Linked DNA regions of Mus musculus: regions 1, 2, 3 and 4 are each linked to region 5. The links are chromatin contacts, called in public Hi-C maps. All regions are on one chromosome and are shown on one strand. Each heading gives the region's core, a stretch centred on a gene start, on an enhancer-like site or on the middle of the called end of the contact. The rest is flanking DNA. Distances are from core to core; before and after follow the strand shown. Region 1 overlaps Nrxn3 (neurexin III). Region 2 overlaps Nrxn3 (neurexin III). Region 3 overlaps Nrxn3 (neurexin III). Region 4 has its middle 110 kb from the start of 5430427M07Rik. Region 5 has its middle 17 kb from the start of Gm40538.

Region 1 (2,700 bases), core at 96-2,595, 310 kb after region 5:
CTATCTTCAATAGTGAGTTAGTAGTGATATTAGATCCTGCAAGACTGAGATCTAAGTACTAAAGTATAGAGGAAGGTAAGGACATACTATGGCTCAAAAGAGATAGACACCTGGTATTTAGTATTGACTCAAGTTCCTACATATATGACTTCAATAAAATTGCTTTTATGTAATGTAGGTATATATTGTTCTTAGGATCCTGGTATTCCTACGGGTAACATAGATAGCTTTTTAAGTAATCTTTATTTTAAGTCCAAAATCACTTCATTTTACTATGACATAGCTCAAACATGGGCATTTACCAGGGCACACAAATGCAGATGATCATATAGACACAAAGGAATAAGTGCATCTTCATATGACTTGAGCCAAAGCTTCATGCCCAATATTTAGTCCTTTGTTAGATTCACCAACCTAGATTACTTCTCACAACAGAAATTGCCACATACATCTCTAACCTACAACTTCTGCTAACATTCCATTACTTTTTGTTTTCCTTTAGTAGAATCCTATGAATGGCTGTCCAAGTTGATTATATCCTTTGTATTTTAATATGACTGTAAGAGATACATAATATCTTAAGCTATAATTGCATGTTTAAATCACACACACACACACATTTTTTTTCCTGTGCCACTGTGTTCCTTGAAAATCTTAATACCAGGTTACTCATCTTTGTAGCTCCCAAGTCAGAATAATATACAACAGCTATTAAAAGCTTAGCAAGTGCTAATATAAACTTTAAAAAATTAATAAAACTGATGAAAAGCTAAAAGCATATCAGAATTATTATTCTGCTGTATAAAAAAGTGCAATGTAGCCCTGTGAAACTGTTCATCATAATTGAATTATGCTGGGATCCTACTGTACTCACTCTCTTAAAAGCAGACCATGCTCACTGTTGCTAGCATTTGTAAATTACACAAATAAATGCTATTCAGATAATAAAAAAAATTATATGTAACCGTAGTATATTTTGAATACCATCTGAAGGCTGTGAGTCTCACTGTGGCATTCAACCAGCAGCATCTAACTCCACTCTCAAAGCTTCCTTTGTTCCTTTTTAGAAACAAACAAACCAAAAAAAGGAATCTAGTTATTATTTTATTTTTCCTTCATGGCAATTGAGTGTCCATCCACTGGGGAGAAGGGACAAGATTGAAGAGGAAGAACTGTTACATATTTCATCATGAAGATTTATCTAGAGGTGACAGAAGAGACATTTGTTAATTTCCCTCCTGAGTGGGTTTTGGAGAGTTTCCAGTGTTCAAACACAAAGAGGCTCATTAGCTAATTCTGAAGCAAACAGCTGCTCCAATGCCATAGTCTTGGGCTCAGCCCCTTTGTACTAGAGAAGTCAAAGTCCTTCCATTGCCCACATGAACAGTAACTGGGCTGTGTGTCCTCTGTATACCTTATGGTTCATCACTTTCATTAATAGATAGCCATTTATTTCCTACTCCTTATTCTGGAAACAGGAGACAGTAGCTTGGATACTCATAGGGTGTAATGTCAGTGATGCTTCTAAGCAATGCCATATGGTATCAGGAGAGCATATGCAAGGACTGCAGGACCCAAGAATTGCAAATAAAGTCAAGGCAGGTTTGCACTACACCTTGTGACTCTGCTCTTTGTCTCAGCACTGAGTGAGGTGTTCTTGGAAAAAAAGGGCCACTGTGTAACCATTTCAGATGAAAAATAGCAAGATAAATGAGTTAGTTCATCCTGGCTATCTACAGGCACAGTTCAGTCTTTAAAGCAGTGTTTTCAGAAGATAATTAACATTTGAATCAAAGTGACCACATCAAGTGCAGTGGCCTAAAATCCACCCAACATGAACATGTACAGGTATGCTGTTCCTAGGACTTAGCAATGGCATTTATAGGAAATGATAATTTTTCATGGCCACAAAAAAAAGCTGATTGTGTAGCTTCCAATGGCCTACAAATCAAATGATGCTTTAAAATTATGAGAGCTTCTTGAAACTTCTAAACATGAGACACAAAGTAAGATGATCTCTCTCTTTCTGTTATGTTTCAAATGATGCATGTACTGTTTAGCTGATTGGATAAGTAGAATTGTCAGTGCTATTTTATCTCATTAGAAATTATTCTGAACATGAACCTTGGGTAGACATGAAAAGGAGAAAAAGTCAAAAGATGGCAAATTTGGGCTATTTGCCCAAACTGAGGCTGAAGTGGTGAAGAAATCAGAGTGCACGGTAGACAGTGTCAGCACATCTTTACTATCTGGACAGTTCAACCATTCCTAGTTTTTTTTTGTTTTTTTTTTCTGTCAATTGAAGCATCTCAAAACAAAAGCCAAGCTCAATATTGATGGCATATATCGGTAATCACAGCATTTAAGAAGCAGAGGGTAGGAGGATAGAAAAAAAAATCAAGGCTATGCAGGTCTACATAGCTAATTCCAAGTATGTGCTTGCTACATAATGGGAATACGTTTCACAAGAAAATGAACAGAGCAAAACCAATGATATGGAAGAAAAGAATCCAGATGCAGAATCTAAAGGATGGGCTCTTAATCCTTTTAAATAGAGCCCAATCCTCCTTTCCTTATGCTCTTTCTGCATTGTGCTATCACCAGACATTCCAGGCTCATCCCTTCTCTGCCATATCTTGTCTGTATTCGAATCTGCCACAATTTTCTTTGCATTGTAAGGCACAGCCTAGATAGCAGTAC
Region 2 (2,700 bases), core at 2-2,501, 470 kb after region 5:
TCCACTATTTCATGGCACTCTCATGCTTCAGTAATACTGGGGATTTATTTTTATCCTTTACCTCAGAGAGTTGCATCCATTTTCCCTCAGCACAGAACCACTAGTTTTCTCTGTTCCCCCCACCCCCCTCTCTCCCTGACACCCTGGGAGCTGGACCGTGGGCTTAACAAGATGACTGTTACATGAAGACTCTATTTCCATTACTGTTCATCTTTTCAGTTGTCCAAGGTCAGTGAGGGCGATTTCTAGGGAAAACTGTTGCTCATGGCAAATCAAATAAATTAGGGTAAGTAGAAGGTAATTAACCAGTTGTTTACCTCTTCTTGGGAAGTAGTCAATGTTGAGATTTGGAAATAGCTAGGATTTTCTTAAGGATATCTTTTTTTTTTTTTTTTTGGTCATCATTTCTCATTCAGAATTTTATGAGGAAATCTTTCCCTATTGAGATATTTTAAATAATTACACCTTTCCTTTTGGAAAATGAGCCTACTGTGGTAAAGAGAAAGACTTCTAAACTAGATTAGTGTTTTAGTTTTGTCTTGTTTAGTATCCCTGACCTCATATTGATACCTACTCCTATTCATCCTATAGAATTAAATCCAACATTGATTCAGCTTCTACTACTATTGTTTTCAATAAATGCCTACTTGGTATGGTAATTGTCTGACATGTATAAAGCCTTGACTTTGATTCTCAGCACAGTATACATGGGGTGGGTACTGTGGACCATACCTGTAATCCTGACATTTGGGAGACAGAGGCAGGAGAATCACAAGAACACAGTCAACCTCAAGGACATTACTGAATTACCAGAGACCTTGTTTCAAAATCTATAAACAAACAAACACCCTGGCTCCACCTTAGGCCAGACCATTAGGTCCATATTAACAGTTGTAAGATCCAGGAAGGGGCAAAGGGAAACCATAGTTCTTCTGCTACCCTAACCCACATGGCCTAACCCTGCATCAGCCTGTGCCCTCCCCTCCTTTACAACCCAGGAAATGAATGGATATTGTGGAATGAAGAAGTTAAACACAAGCATTTCATAATTTCCTCATTGGTGTAGTGAGGAAGTTGGACCCATAAACTCCAAGGGCATCAACTGCTGTAGCATCGAAAGATCTACACTGTAGATCGAAAGATCTCTCACTTGCCATTTACCAGAGTTGTATCAGACACAGCTTTGACTAGCTGACAGGCACAAGCCGCATGAACTCTCACCAGCCTGCAAACTCTTTGAAGTGGAAATTATGCACACAAAGCCAGCCCATGGTAGCAAGTCACAGATGTCGCTTTTGGCCTCACCTGCTCATCTCTCTCCCTACTGGGAGAAGTGCCATAAGTACTCAACTTCATGTAAAGTGTGTGCAGGCATTCAGACCTTTCAGGCTGCCACTGATCTCCATGAAGGTCTGAAGCATCCCCTGCTTGCTTTTAATGAACGATCTCTTGACAGCTATAACAGGGAAGATGGGGAAAGACAAGTCTTGGCTTCAGGGACAGTAAAATAACAGGATGAGAGAGGAAAGAATAAGTGGGGAAATGAGCAGATTGGATTTTATATGATGTCCCAACAATGATGCCTTTTCTTTCTAATGAATATGGAAATGACCACATCTGTGGGAATAAAGAAAAAATAACATGGGACTATAGTTACCCCTACAGCCAACCTTCTAGTTCTAGCGACAGAGAAAACAAAACAAAACAGACCAAACAAACAAACAAACAAACAAATAAAAATCTCACCACCACCATCAACAACAAAGAAAACCATCTTATCTTTGTGTAACCAAGGTGATGACAAAATGTATATTTCCCCACGAAACAACAAATAGACAAGTGATAGATTTAGCATCTGACTTAGTAGAAACATTACTGTACTGAGCTGTGCAGGAAGCTGTTCTTTTGGAATATGTATTCTTGAGCTCCTTGTGCACAGAGCTTAAACAATCTCTTAGCTTAGTTTTGTGTCTCCTAATTAAAGTAAACTGAACTTGACTCCCTAAGACTCTCGTATGTCTCAGCTCTGAAGCTGTTAGGAACAACCAAGTGATGTAAGCACACATTGCACAAGGCTTAGAGCATCCAAGAGCTCTTCACTTGCTGAAAATATAAGATGCTTTCATCAGCACTAGTATGGTCGTGCTTACTTTCCTTTGTTTATGTGGCCATTAAACAGGAACTCGGTAAATTCACAGAAAAATAATTCCAGAGGTGTCTAAAGTGCAATGCTCTTACCACATTTTTTTTCCAGCCTGAACCCTGCTCACATCCAACTGGACTCAGAAGATAAGAAGCAAGAATAGGAGGAAACACATATTGTAGTAACAAATAGGTTAAGGGCATTCAGGTTGGTAAGATATAGATCCTGTATTTGGAAGAGGAAATAGGCTTAAATAGCACATCCATCCCCTATGCTGATTTACAGGATATTTAAACTTGGCTTTGGCTAAAGAGGCTTTCTTATGTTTATAGCCTCAATCCACATGGTGTGTCCTGATCCTTTCCCAAGATCTCCCAATAGTCATGGGCTATTTCCTGGCAGTTCATTTGGACAGCTGTTTATTTCCCTGGGGATTTTTGAAGTAGGAAATGGAAGAGCTGGCCAGGATGCTAATACAGAGATCCTCTCTCCCTGCTAACTTCTGAAAGGTGAAGCTTCTAGAAAGGACCTTTATTGCTGTTTGAAAGTTCATGAGG
Region 3 (2,700 bases), core at 157-2,656, 340 kb after region 5:
AAGGGAATAAAGTGGAAAAATTGAGATGGACATGTAGTGTTCTCTCCTTGTGTCTGTGAGGACATGAGCGTGCATAGTTATACACATGAATGCATGTACAACACACACACACACACACACACACACACACACGCACACACACACTATATATATACATATATATATATATATATATATATATATATACATATATATATATATATATATATACATACACACACACACACATATATATATACATATATATATATATATATATGTAGTCTTAAATCTGAAAACAGAGAAAAACAACACAAGATCTCAATACTTGCAGATATCAACAAATTATAATAAAATACATAAATATACCCACAAATATACAAAGTCAAATTTCACTAGTTCTCTTTATCTATAGGTCTACTTTTCAGGACCCCCCTCTCCTGCCCCTGCAAGGGCATAGCTGAAACCTCAGGCACTAACAAGCCCTGTGTAAGCTACATGTTTTCCCTACATGCCTGGAAGCATTACCATAGAGCACTAGATTTAAACTTTTCGTGTTCCACTCCTTGACACCATCACTCCTCTTGGGCTTTAGGATCATGATTGAATAAACATGAACCAAATGCTTACATTGTGATATCACACCAGTTGATCTGACAGACTAAGACGAATACTCCAGGGTAGTATATCTACTACAGAAGTTGGGGACAGAAGGCAAAGGAACCATTTACATTCAGATGGAATGGACAGGGCAGGTGGCATGAAATGTCACACAACTCATAGCGTGGACAGTTCAAACCAAGGCATTGCTTACTTCTGAAAGATTAAATTTACTATTTTTAGACCATAGTTGACTGTAAGTAGCTGAAACCATAGAAAGAAATGTGTAGAACAGGGTATGCAACTGTATCAACAAAGTGTGATGGAGTCCATTGAGTTACAAGTATGCGTTTCTAAGGGTCTGAGATAGCAACTTAAGAGAAGGGATGTCTTCCGTGGTTCTGAATGAGAGCAAGGGAAGAAAGGGGTAAACCAAATACTTCATATTTATCAATACCAAAAGACTGAAGAAAAAGCAATAGAATTCATTTTAAAAATTAAATACATTTTATTAGTTATACTAGCGAAGACCAGTAGACACGAGTATGCAAGATTTTACTATGACAGAGGACACAGCAAAAGTCAATGGCTTATTGTCTTAGCGAAAATTTATATAACGTTGATGGCAGACCATCCCTACGGCTAGATATAAGGAATGTCTGTGGCTACTGAACAGTTGAAAGTGTTTAAAATGCTATAATGTTTGTAAACATGTTGGTGGTCACATAAGAGACAATATGGAATATGTCCACACCCTGGGAGCCTGGGGAAGCAGTAGAGAAAAGCTATAGTGGAGCATAACAGCAGGACAGAAGGATTCTACAGTGAGTCAGAATCATATCCTGAGAGACCAGCTAAACAAAGCACACACAGGTAGGACATCACAGTGGGGCCAGAAGGCTGCCATCTGTCCAGTGTCAAAATGAGAACAGACCTCTCTATTTTTTCCTGAGTTGGAAAAGTGTGTGTGTGTGTGTGTGTGTGTGTGTGTGTGTGTGTGTGTGTGTGTGTGAGAGAGAGAGAGAGAGAGAGAGAGAGAGAGAGAGCCTTGCATTTACATGAGTTTCCCAGTAAGTATGCTTGCATGCAAACATGTAAAATCCATAGGAGGACATCTGGTATCTTCCCTTATTGCCCTTTACATTATTCCCTTGAGAAAAAACTCTCTCATTAGACAAGAAACTTGCTGTTTTGTCTAAGATGGGTGACTAGCAACCATCTCCCCCCACCCCACCCCCAGAATCTGTTTATCTCTGCACTCCAAAGCTGGGATTATGGACATTTGTAGCCACCCAATGCTTAGGTGGGAATTTGAAATAATCTACTGAGCCATCTTCCTAATCCCAAGATTTTCTCCTTTGAGAAACTTGTAATATGACATTTTTGACCTAAATAATGAGTGTCCTCCACCAGTCCCATGGAGAGGAAGCTGCTGTGCATCCTGCCTGTTAATTCCTATACAGTTCTGACATCTGTCTTTTCGTGTGTGCATAAGAAAGTAAATAAATGAAGAAGAGAAACTATCCAGAAGGGCTTTGACCTTATTCCATTTTCCATAAATAAATATATATTTACACACTTCCAGCAGACACTGGTGGAAGAGAACCTGTGTTGAATAATGTCCTAGAAGCCTTTGGGAAAATGCATTTTTAATTTGTTTCTGCTTCTCTTCTTACCTAGATGAAATAAGTGGATAATGCCAGAGAGACAGGCAGCATCCCAACGGCCTCACAGAGAAGCAATTACATATTCTTTTGCTCTCCCCTTGAAATCAGCAAAGATAAGAATACTATGTTGGCAGCACCTGCTGTTGTTGGTTTCTGGTCTTTTCTGTCTTTCTTTCTCCCTAGAATGAAAGCCAAGGAAGTTTCTAAAAAAAATAAAATAAAAATCACCTAACTTGGCCAACTGATCAGTTTTATAGCAGACTCTTGCAACAACAGACTATCCAGTTTGAATCACATCTTCCCAGTTGGATTATAAATGCATGATTGACTGAAAGTGCATATGAAACATGGGAACATGCTTCCCAGTTCCTGCAGGAAATAAGAGTTATAAGCCTTAGATATAAACACAGAAACACTTAGGCAATCATTTCGCTGGGGAGAGTACAGCTGGAAA
Region 4 (2,700 bases), core at 30-2,529, 510 kb before region 5:
GGTTACCTACCCAGGACTGCTTCCACTGTTTTCCTTACAAATAAAATATTTAATTTAGATGTCAATTGTGGCAAATATGGATATTGAAAGTTTGGAAGGTTGTAACTTTCCTTAGCAGTGGGCTTGGATGTTAGTGATGATCAAGCTAGTCTGGTTGTTCACAGTTTTCTTTGACAGTGTTCCATTCAAGAATGGGCATGTGATACAACTATGGACAATGACATGTGATGAGAATACCAGGGAAAGGCTTCTAGGACAGGACAAAGGACTTTCGTGAGATATAACAGCCCTCCCTTTAGATCCGGTGATAGGAGAGCTGTCTAGACACAGTGATAATGAGAGCAGCAGGCACGCTGAAAGGGACGTGTGCAAAATGAAAATGGGAGCAAAATTGTTCATTGTTGATGTCTTTGAGAGACTGTGTGAATCAACTGCTAGACCTGTTTTACAGCAACAGATGTCTTTCTTGCTTAAGCCAAAATTTTCGGGACCTTGTCTCTTTAAATTTATTTTTAAAAATCGATGCATTTATGCCTGATGCTTGACGCCTCACCGTCACAGGTAAAGGATAGCTTTGCTAATGCCCGGGCATAGATGAGACATGACACATTTTCTCTTGGGATCCTGATGTTGTATAGTAACAGAAGCTCTCCATAGTATGCAGACATCCTTTTAGAGATCCGGCACTCCAGCCGGCTCATTTAGAGAATGGGTAGGGTGCCAGGCATTTAGGAAGCTCATCCAAGGAGCACATTTAAATCTGGCCAATATGCACGTAAGCCTGACTAGGTAGACTAACCTGTACACACCTTTTTTTTTTTTTCTTTAAACCCAAGCGTGCTTCTGGCAGACACCCATCCACAGCATGCTATGTGTTACCGTGTTATGAAACTGGCTTTGACATTTGGATGCCTACCACTTGGTGAGTGGTTAGTTATAAAATGCTATTGGGTCAACAGACTATGCTTCTGGAATACAGCCTGGACTTCTGGGATCTTTTTAGTGGCTGGCTTATTTGTATTTCCAAGGCCATTTTTTCAACAAGCCAACACAATCAAATTACATGCAGCTTTGAAGACATTCTACCTTACAGTTTGACATTTTAATTAGGACTTTAAAGAGATAATAATCACTGCCCACAACTTCCCTAATGTTACCTAGAAATGGGTCAGCTAATTAGGATCCCAGAAAAACCACCACATACATTTCTTTTTAATTGTTTTTCCAAACTTCATCACCACATCTCTTGGCTCCATCTCAGACCAAATCAAGCAAACAGCAGGGAAGGGTTCAATCTCTGCAGCCTTCAGAGTCGTCCAGTCCAAGGGCAAAAAGAAGGAGTCCAGTTTGTGTCTGGCATCTGAAAAATTTCATTTCAGCCAGTCTCAGAACTTTTTTTTCTTTCATTTCCAGATTGCTTTCAAAGGAAAGCTCTCCCAGTTCTTTGCATTAGAACAGACTCAAGGAAAGCCATTAAGAGCTTCTTCTTGTCCCTTAGATTCCTGTATCTATATTTCTGTCATTCTTCTATGGTAGTGTGGTGGATGGGATGTCCTATGAAGTAATTTCTTAAATGCTTTCTTTTAATTCCTGTGTTCAATTCTTACTACGTGGATTTTTACGAGGTGGATGGGAAAAAAAAGTGTCCATCTCAAATTGAGAAACCAAGGAGCCTGGGATGGGATAGCAATTCAAGAGATGAATTCTGTTCTCTCAGACAGATTATATGTAATAGAATGGGCCTGGTCTCACCAAGCCTCTCCCTGCCCTGCCCTATGCCTTGGGTCAAATACCAGAACAGAAATGTGGCAAATGCCAGGCATTGTTTATCTAACCCTCTGATATATTTTGACACATTCAGAAGGAGACATAGTTGCTACTTCCCAGGAGGGGTTTAAGACTGAAACAATATGCAACTTTGTCTTGCAGTAGCTTAAGCACTTCCTGATTCATGTTTAAACTGGTTGACATGGCCCGGACCTCCAAATAGATGATCAGCTGTGGCATATATGTTTCTTCCAGAGAGCCAAGAGCCAAGAGCCACACACCTGGCCTAGTTCCAACTGTTGGGCTGTTGGTAGTTAATTTGAAAGAGGTCCTCAACTTGTAACTCCAAACCCTTTCTTTCCACCATCCTGTTAGGTATATGCTCTTTTTTTGCTCTCAGAGGCAATTGCTCCAGAAAGCAAGTAAGATTTCCAAGGGCCCATTGCTTGCACAAGCCCTTGGAAGTCTTGGGGAAGAGCTCTTGTGACATGTTCACATGATCATATGCTTTTTAAAGAGTTCAAGATATAAGGCAATCTAACAATAAGCAATAATGACCTTTGTATTTTCATACACCTCCAGTTTCATATTCTTTCTCTTCTAGAAGCACTCCCAAGTTGCCCTGAGTGAGGTCCAGCCAACCACAATATATCTCTTCCTTTGTCTAAGTTCTTTATTTAGGGATGTTTTCAAGACTGGAAAAGTGTCTGGGTAGGGTCAAAGTAGCCATGTCCACAAAGAAGTGTCTGTAAAACAGGCAGAAGTTGTTTCGTGAGCTTTTATGCTTTTATATTCCTGTATCTTTGTTTCTCTGAAATAGCTCCAACTTTGAAATGTTTCTCTGGCCTTGAAAGTTGAACCAAATTGAGATGTGGAGTACTCGGGACATGAATGCATGCAGTACGCTGCCAGGGAATGCTTGCTCTGACAGTA
Region 5 (2,700 bases), core at 105-2,604:
TGTGTGTGTGTGTGTGTGTCTGTTTGCTTGGTACTGTATGTTCCTATTTTCTGTCTTTTCCCATCCAACAATATCCATTCTTTTTATTCATAGCATTAATAATCATTTGACTGTTATATAACTGCATGCTCATTTTATTGCTGTGCGACATTAAAATGCATAAGGGGGCTTTCACTATTTTACATTTTAGTCTCTTTGGAAGCACCCAAACATACTACATCGGGATGGTGTTCAGTCCGTAAAAGGCTTGCTATGAAAGCAGGGGGACCTGAATTCCATCCCTGGTACTCATAAAAATTTGAGGCCAGTGGCAAGCATCGGCAATGCCAATGCTAAGGTGGGCAGAGACAGGTGTCCCCTGGAGTCCACTGGACAGAATAGCTAGCTGAATTGGTGAGCTTCAGGATCATTCAGAGACCCTGTCTCAAAACCTGAGGTCAAGATTGATAGAGAAAACCGTCATCATCATTCTGATCTCTGTACACAAGCATCCAAATGCACACACACCTACATCCGCAGGAAGATATGCATACCTACTCACCAGCACAAACCCCTGCCCCACCTCACCCCAGCATCTTATATACAGCAGAGTTCTCTAAATAGTTGTTGAAGGACTAGAGAGATGACTTCTTCCTGGCACAGTCTTTTCCTAATTTGTTTTTCTCAAATGGCATGTGGAAGAGCGTATGGCACGGAACATTGACTTCCATACTGGAAAGGCAGACACTAAGAGAGGAAAAGGCAGTCGGACGTGGCAATTACTTCCGAGGGTAATGACATATTTTGAAATTTGGAAGCTGCTTCATTAAAATTCATTTTGCACTACATAAAATAAGGAGTTGGGAGGCTGACAGAAATGAAACTCAAATAGGCATTCATTTCCTTTATCTTTTTACAAGACAGATCAATTAGTAATTTTATGGCCGAAAAAACTCATTTTTAAACGTTATGTGGGGCTTAGTGTAATATCAAATTTGGCCTAGTGTCACCTTTATTGAGAAATTGAAATCACCTTTACATCTGTTCATCCCAGGCTTCTTCTTTATTTATTTATTTTTTAAATATGGAGTGGCATATTTTCACCATCTGAGGTTGACAAGGGAAGAGGAGAAAGGCCATAGAAATGATCTCTTTGCATCAAGTCTCTCAAAAATACGGGTTCATGGTCAGCGGGTCAGCGATCAGCAATGGACCAGAATGTTTAAGCCACGTTTACATTTGTAAACCAGGCCTCCAAATCCCTCCCAAACAGGTGTGAGGGAGCATCCAGATGGACTCCAGGAGAAGCCAGGAAGCACACACCTTCTGCTGAGCTCCTGGCTGCTTTGCAAGTTGGCAGGATTTAGTGGCATCCTTGCCTCTCTTGGGGGCCTGCCAAGGGCACAGGCAGGAGGTGCCGGATGCTGATGAAAGCCAGGCTTCCTACAAGGGGGCTGCTGGCCAGAGATTTGACTCTTTTGCCATCATGATGTTATAAAATTCACTTCTTGCTGAATTACTGCTGGTAAAGATCCTAGATTCCTTTTAGGTAAGAGAATCGAGGTGTTATACAATCTCACCGTCCTGACTCATATGCTGACATTCTGCCACCTGAATTTTCCCTGAAAGATTCCATCAGAATTGGAATTTGTTCTTCAGTCTTGTATAGAGTTGCTGTTCAACAGCTGCTTCAGCCCACTCTAAAGCAATACCAGAATGTGGGCTTTTTCATGAGCTCCCTGTTGGGAGTGAGGATGCAGGATGCTTGCCATCCTCTTCATGCATTTGGCTGGATGAGAACAACTCTCTGATGAAATTGCAAACAAGAAACCTTTGGCCTCTTCGATGGCAAACAGTCTTGGGATAGCAAGGCTGATGGATGTATATTGTCCCTTCCACAGAGAGGGAGAAACCAAGACAGGTTCCCTAGCAACAAAGCCTCATGGGAACTTCTTGGAGGAAGGAGAATTGCTCTCCTGGATGCCCTAACCGAGCCAATGTCACTGTTCAAGAAGTCCTGTTATGCTAATGTCAGAAGCCACATTCAAAGAACTGAGAAGACAATAGCTTTCTCTTCCCTTAGCTTTCCCACCATCTTAGACTCTATCCATCCTCATGTACTAGAAGAGCCCCAGTCATAGAGGAATAAGAAAATCTGAAGAATACAGAAAGTACCAATTTCTCCTAATCTTATTTCTCAGTGGCATTTTATTAGGTCCAGAGGAGGTGTTGCAGTTTAAGTGAATTAATAGAGAGAACTACTCTCAGCTTCCTTTATTATCCTAACGGCTTTAAGGTATTTCTTTGTGCAAATATACCAAAGTAACTTCCGTATATAGTGTATCAGAGACAAGACTCTCAGTGTGAATCAACAACTGTCTCAATTCCAGAAGTGTTTCTTAGAGCTGAGCCCCTCTGTACAAAAGATCTTTCCCAACAGAAAAGGAGATATTATCTATCATAGGAAGATATTTTCTTCCAGGAAACCAAGAAATGACTCAGTGAGCAAGAGAACATGCTCTTCAGGTTTGAAGACCTAAGTTAAGATCCCAGAACTGAATTAAAAAAAAAAACAAAACCAAAAGCAATGTGTGGTTGCATAGGCTTTGAACCCCAGTGTTCCTGGAGGTGGAAACAGGAGGCTGGATGAAGTTGCTGTCCATCAGACTAGCTCCACATTCAGTCAGAGACACTGTCTCCAAAGAATAAAACAGGGAGGGC

Evidence for each region. A called contact is a pair of places that touch in the nucleus more often than the background predicts.
Region 1: a Hi-C map of cerebellum shows a contact between it and region 5, with 1.6 times the contacts expected there. The contact joins two enhancer-like sites. A contact is called at or near these places in 2 of 484 Hi-C or Micro-C datasets (cerebellar granule neurons and cerebellum).
Region 2: a Hi-C map of cerebellar granule neurons shows a contact between it and region 5, with 2.3 times the contacts expected there. The contact joins two enhancer-like sites. A contact is called at or near these places in 2 of 484 Hi-C or Micro-C datasets (cerebellar granule neurons and cerebellum).
Region 3: a contact with region 5 is called in a Hi-C map of cerebellar granule neurons, with 3 times the contacts expected there. The contact joins two enhancer-like sites. A contact is called at or near these places in 4 of 484 Hi-C or Micro-C datasets (brain, cerebellar granule neurons and cerebellum).
Region 4: a contact with region 5 is called in a Hi-C map of cerebellum, with 1.8 times the contacts expected there. The contact joins two enhancer-like sites. A contact is called at or near these places in 2 of 484 Hi-C or Micro-C datasets (cerebellar granule neurons and cerebellum).

Annotation. Positions count from the first base shown.
Region 1 is chr12:90,112,291-90,114,990 of GRCm38.p6, reverse strand. The region is part of intron 15 of Nrxn3 (neurexin III); the gene reads right to left. Among named protein-coding and RNA genes, the nearest start is that of Gm40538, 300 kb to the left of the region's middle. Within about 2 kb of position 1,345, at least 26 of the 459 cell types and tissues checked have an H3K27ac peak or open chromatin away from gene starts, as enhancers often do. A contact at or near this core is called in cerebellar granule neurons and cerebellum, where this site is marked.
Region 2 is chr12:89,953,237-89,955,936 of GRCm38.p6, reverse strand. All of the region lies in intron 14 of Nrxn3 (neurexin III), which reads right to left. Among named protein-coding and RNA genes, the nearest start is that of Gm40538, 450 kb to the left of the region's middle. Within about 2 kb of position 1,251, at least 11 of the 459 cell types and tissues checked have an H3K27ac peak or open chromatin away from gene starts, as enhancers often do. A contact at or near this core is called in cerebellar granule neurons and cerebellum, where this site is marked.
Region 3 is chr12:90,084,822-90,087,521 of GRCm38.p6, reverse strand. All of the region lies in intron 15 of Nrxn3 (neurexin III), which reads right to left. Among named protein-coding and RNA genes, the nearest start is that of Gm40538, 320 kb to the left of the region's middle. Within about 2 kb of position 1,406, at least 4 of the 459 cell types and tissues checked have an H3K27ac peak or open chromatin away from gene starts, as enhancers often do. A contact at or near this core is called in cerebellar granule neurons and cerebellum, where this site is marked.
Region 4 is chr12:90,930,545-90,933,244 of GRCm38.p6, reverse strand. No RefSeq gene overlaps it. Among named protein-coding and RNA genes, the nearest start is that of 5430427M07Rik, 110 kb to the left of the region's middle. Within about 2 kb of position 1,279, at least 13 of the 459 cell types and tissues checked have an H3K27ac peak or open chromatin away from gene starts, as enhancers often do. A contact at or near this core is called in cerebellar granule neurons and cerebellum, where this site is marked.
Region 5 is chr12:90,424,480-90,427,179 of GRCm38.p6, reverse strand. No RefSeq gene overlaps it. Among named protein-coding and RNA genes, the nearest start is that of Gm40538, 17 kb to the right of the region's middle. Within about 2 kb of position 1,354, at least 13 of the 459 cell types and tissues checked have an H3K27ac peak or open chromatin away from gene starts, as enhancers often do. A contact at or near this core is called in cerebellar granule neurons and cerebellum, where this site is marked.